Regions from separate parts of the Mus musculus genome. Here region 2 is linked to region 1. Evidence: chromatin contacts called from public Hi-C data. All regions are on one chromosome and are shown on one strand. Each heading gives the region's core, a stretch centred on a gene start, on an enhancer-like site or on the middle of the called end of the contact. The rest is flanking DNA. Distances are from core to core; before and after follow the strand shown.

What was found. Hi-C and Micro-C count contacts between places; a contact is called where the count stands out from the background.
Region 2: a contact with region 1 is called in a Hi-C map of B cells, with 5 read pairs. The contact joins the enhancer-like site here to the promoter of Prdm2 in region 1. A contact is called at or near these places in 1 of 39 promoter capture datasets (pre-B cells), 1 of 484 Hi-C or Micro-C datasets (B cells), 1 of 115 datasets of contacts at active chromatin or transcription factors (bone marrow-derived dendritic cells) and 1 of 9 other capture datasets (liver).

The regions. Positions count from the first base shown.
Region 1 is chr4:143,211,324-143,214,023 of GRCm38.p6, reverse strand. It overlaps Prdm2 (PR domain containing 2, with ZNF domain), which reads left to right and starts at 1,315. Exons shown (of 10, transcript NM_001081355.3): 1 at 1,315-1,409.
Region 2 is chr4:145,253,124-145,255,823 of GRCm38.p6, reverse strand. The region is part of intron 2 of Gm36233 (a long non-coding RNA gene); the gene reads left to right. Among named protein-coding and RNA genes, the nearest start is that of Tnfrsf1b, 7.6 kb to the right of the region's middle. Within about 2 kb of position 1,268, at least 139 of the 459 cell types and tissues checked have an H3K27ac peak or open chromatin away from gene starts, as enhancers often do. A contact at or near this core is called in B cells and pre-B cells, where this site is marked.

The sequences.
Region 1 (2,700 bases), core at 66-2,565:
TACCTCAGATGATTTTTGATGCATATACTTAGTAAGGTGTTAATCAAATAAAGAGTGCAAATTCCAGTGGCAGCCTGTACCATAATAGTGTATATTCTAGTGACAAGTTTGCATGTCTCTCTTAGGTTTGTAAACTCTTGACTAGTGAGAGACATAAGCAAACATTTGAGGTTTTATTTCCTCTCTCCACGGGCTCTGTGGTGATCCAGACCTTGACAACACTTGACATTGTCCTCACCTGTCAACAGTACTGATGAGATAATCACCATGTCACCAATCCTTTACAGAGTATACCACAATCCACGTTGATTGACGTACTTTCTAAACAACAGGTACATTTGATGAGCTTGTCTGGTCTTTCCAAAGTTTTGGAGGCACATTTGAACATAATACATTATCTATTTTTCAGATCCTTTTCTCAGAGGACTAATACGGCCCACTACACTTAGATTTTTTTTTTTTTTCCTTTCTTCTCAGAGGATAGCTTTATCTTGAAGTACTCATGGCTCTGGGTACCATCTAGATGTGACAAGTAACTTTCATCTCTCTACAACTTCAGATTGATTGGCAACTATGTTCCCGTCAAACCTCTTTTCTGGGATGTCAGAAGTGGTCTCCAGTTCAATCCAATCCATCTCCAGCTCACTTGTTTGTAAATAGTGGTGCAGTTCCCAAGGGCAAGATGAAGGCCATGCTGGGTACCACAGAGCCTTGGCACTGACCTAGGCCCATAGCTGGCAGTTAGCAAATGCCTCCTGGTAAGGGATGAATACAGCCGCTCAGTTGCATCTGCTTTGCTGAAGTTTCGGGTTTGTGTGTGTGTGGCTATATTGGTCCTTTGCACACCATTTAAACGGTCTATTTGCCTGGCAGTGGTCTAGTGAGTGGCCTTCAGAGTGGATTCTGCTCTTGTTTTTCTTGAAACAAGGTCTAAGGGTGTGGTCCTGCCTTCCTGGAATTCACTATGTAGCTCTGGCTGCTTCTGCCTCGAGTTTGGGGATTAAAGTGTGCGCCACCACGCCAGTCAGTCGCGGTCGTCTGAAGTAGGGTGGCTTCTCTGACCAACTCTTGAGTTTCTCAGCCCTAACTCTATAGTGGTCAGGCTGGCCCGGCCATGGCGACGCGGGCTTCCCTTCGAGGTAATAACGCTCTGGGGCGAGCGGCGAGTCCGTGATTGACAGAGAGGGCGACACAGTCCGCCGGGGTCACGCCTGACCGTCGTGTTGAGCTCCTCGGGGTCGCAGGCCACGAGCTACGCGCGGGGTCGGGGTCGGGGTCGGGGGTTGTGGGCGCCGTGCCGACGTCACTTCCGGCCGGAGCCAAGATGGCGGCGGCGCGGCCGCGGGCGCCAGAGCGACGGCGGCGGCTGCGGCTCTGGGCTCGCTGAAGCGTTGGCACGTCGCGCTCTGGTGAGGAGCGGCGGAGCCGGGGAGGGCGGGCGGGCCTCGGGGGAATGTCCCTTGGTGTCAGTGAGGAGTGTGGCCACCGCGGCGGGGGCGACCGGGCCGGGCGCTAAGGGGATTGCGGGGCGGGCTGACGCGCCCCCTTCGAGCTTCCTCCGAACGGCCGGGAACCGGTGGCTGGCGCTGGCGCCGACGCGAGGCGGCGCGAAGGCTCCCGCTCCGCGGCTCTTAAGTCCCCGCGGCCAAGTTTCGGGTCCGTTTGGTGACGGCGCGGCGGACTCGGGGTGCGCGGCTGCGGGGTCGGCGGGGAGCGCACGTGGGCCCCGGGCGGTCCCCATCCGCAGGGCTGCGCTGATCTCTGCTCTTTTGTGTCCCGGGTTGAATGTGCGAGCGCATCTGCAATCCTCGAGTTGGTTCTGTGCCTCGAGCCTTTGTGTTTTTCACCCCCGTATAGTTTCCGTGTGCTATAAACCTGCCAGTGGGCTCCTCGAGTGTCCCCCATCGACCCACTGGTGCATACGTGCATGTGTCACAGGTGTGCGCTAGCATACATAGGACTGGTTTGCGTTCGTCAAAAGATCCATCTACTATGTCTCCGAGGGTGACGAGCGAGACACGAAATAGACCTTAACAGGTCAGTGTTCTTCCACGATCCACGCGTGAAGCACCGGCCAATGGCCTAGCACTTACCGTTAGGTCGGGCCTCGAGCTGGGGAAACAATCCCACAGATCGCCGGGAAGCCCCGTTGCCTCTTACTACCCAGCTGGAATTTACACCTAGAGAAATGGGGTTTCCCTTCACCCCCCGCATTTCATGTATTGAGGATTTGGGTGTATTTGACACGTGAACTGCCTTTTGCCAAGTTCCAGTGCCTTGCCCTTAGGACCCTTTAATGAAACACGGGAATGTTTGTTTCTAGTACACAGTGTCCCCAGAACATGACTAAAATTGTATCTCAAAGTTTTTTTGTTTACTTCGAGGTTATTCTTTAAAGTAATATATACAGCAAAGACAACCTCCCAATGGTTTTTTGTTTGTTTTTTGGTTTTTGTTTTTCTTTTACCTACAATAGCACAGACTACAGTTGGATCATTCTGCCCACGATGATATTGGAAAAGAGGTTTTAGGATATTAAGAGGAGGAACTGAGAGACATTATTCTGTTGTTTTCCTGTTCTATAGAGTTCTGTTTTTGAGATTGCACGCAGCTGCCACCCTCCAAGCTCTCTTTCACACACTTTATTTGATGAAATTTCTTTTTCATGAGCAATCTCGCCATAGCTTTGAAAACCTTCAG
Region 2 (2,700 bases), core at 19-2,518, 2.0 Mb before region 1:
TTGGGTCTTTACACCATATATATTGCATGTACTTCAGATCTTTGATTGGCCCAGCTAGAATTATTAAGCCAACAAACAGAAAAGAAAAACAAAAGCATCTTCATGACCTCCATGTAAGGAAGGTCCTTTCAACTATGATCTAATGGAGAATATTGATGGATTTTTGTTACATTAAAATTAAGGAATTGGTTTTTTTGTTTTGTTTTGTTTGTTTTTATTTTTGTTTTTGTTTTTTCGCCTGGCCATGGTGGTGCAAGCGTTTAACCCTAGCACTCAGGAGTCAGAGGCAGGTAGCTCTTTGAGTTGGAGGCCAGCGAGGTCCACAGAGCGAGTTCTAGGACAGTCAGGGCTACACAAGGAAACCCTGTCTCAAAAAACAACACACACACACACAAAATGCACAAAATAAAACACACACACACACATGCATGTATACACACACACACACAAAATGCACAAAATAAAACACACACACACACACATGCATGTATACACACACACACACAAAATGCACAAAATAAAACACACGCACACATGCATGTATACACACACACACACACCAACAATCGACTTTTTTTTTTTTTTTTTTTGGTTTTTTGAGACATGATTTCTCTGTCTACCTCTGGCTGTCCTGGAACTCACTTTGTATTTGTAGACCAGTCAACCAGGGACTTTTTAAATAGACCTTTAAAAATGTTTTTTAAAATTACATGTATGTATGTATGTATGTATGTATGTATGTATGTATGTATGTATGATTTAGACTGGTGTATGTGTTGGGGTGGGGAGTAAGGAGACATGTACATGAACAACTTTCAGGAGTTTTAGAATCACAGTCTTTCCACACCGTGATTCCTGGCGATCCAATTTAGACTGTGAGGCTTAGTGGCACAAACCTTTTACTTCTGGAGCGGTCCAATTAAGGAATGTTTAAACAATGAGGGGAAAGCCCGAATAAAGACAGCAACCATATACCAGAATGGAGGAGGTCTTTATGATATCTGAAAAATGACGAGGGATAAATATCTAGAAGATACAAAGAATTAGAGCAGCTCTACAAGAAGACAGGAAATAATAACGATCGGATGAAAGGATGTTGAAAAGCAGTTCACAGAAGGGGAAACCCGAATGACTCAGCAGCAGCGAAGAGGTGCTTAGACCCACGAACTTCAGAGAAATGCAAATGAGGTACCAGCCGGTTCCACTCCACACCCACCGCACTGGCCCGAGTCAGAAAGCTGGCTAGTGGGGAGTTCAGGGGAAAACGTGCCAAAATAGGAACTCTCTGGCCCTGCTGGTAGGGTGTGACTGCGTGGGCGGCACAGAGGAATCGGGCAGTGTTAGGGAAATAAATACACATGTACCCAGTAGCTTGTGATCCACAGCCTACTCCTGAGACACTGAAACACCCATAAGCCACACCTGATTTACTTACAAGAACGTATAGATTGCAGCAGTAAGGATCCTATTTGGGGTGGGATGGGGAACAGGGTTTGAGAGAAAATAGACTTGGGGGGAGTGCATATTTAACATATTTACCATAGCTCAGTGGTAGAGTGCATATTTAACATGGAGGAGCCTGGAGCTCAAGTTAAACACACAGAGAGGCAGAGAGAGTCAAAAAGAGAAATAGGGGAGAGAGGGTAGGAAGAGCATTGCTTGGCAAGACCCAAATAATACAATTCATTCTACCCTCTAGACCTGAGATTCAATGAGCAAGTGATCAAGAGAATATGAAAGAAATTGTGCTCAGACCAGCCACAGATTTAGGAACACAAGAAAACACACCAGAGGGCAGTGAGGCCATTTATAGAGTAAGGCAGGGAAACTGAGGCCAGAATCGATAGTATGTAAGGGTGGGGGTAGCCATTGCTTGTCTTAGAGTCTGTACCTGGAAACCTATGGCCCACGGATGGGACCACCATCTCCCTGTGTCCCTCGTAGACAGAGGGAGAGACAAGCAAGATGTGGAGGGGCAGAGGGCATAGGTGGTTTGTAGAGACCCAGAAAAGATGGGGAGAAAGAAATGGGTGTGGAGTTAGAGGAGTGAGGGCAGGAAGGCTGGTCCTGGGAAGGGCTGTCTTAGAAGTCAGGTGAGAGAGGCCAGGCTGGAGAGGGGAGCCAGGAAGTGATGCAGAATTGAGAGCATTCTGGAGTGATGCAGAATTGATAAAGGAGGGAGAGCTGGAGGTGTGACTCAGGTCCTTTCCTTGAGTTTACAGAGCCTGGGTCTAGTCCAAGCACCAGAAAAATAAATGAATGAATGAATGAATGAATGAATGAATGAATGAATGAATGAATGAATGAATAGATAAATAAATAGAGAGACAGAGACAGAGAGAGAGTGGAGATATAACTTAGTGATATCAGGCATGCCAGCACTCATGTAGTCCTGGCTCCCATCCCTAACATGGTATGAATGGACACCTGGTAAGCACCTATAATCCCAGCACCAAGGAGCGGAGGCAGAAGCATGGGATTCCAAGGTCATCCTTAGCTATACAATAAGCTTCAGGCCAGCCTGGGCTGCATAAGACATTGTCCCAAAAAGGAAGCTTAAAGACTGGAGAAATGGCTTAGCCGTTAAGAGTGCTGGCTGCTCTTCCAGAGGTCCTGAGTTCAATTTGTTCAATTCCCAGCATCCACACGGCAGCTCACAACTGTCTGTAACTCTAGTTGCAGGGGATCCTACACCCTCAC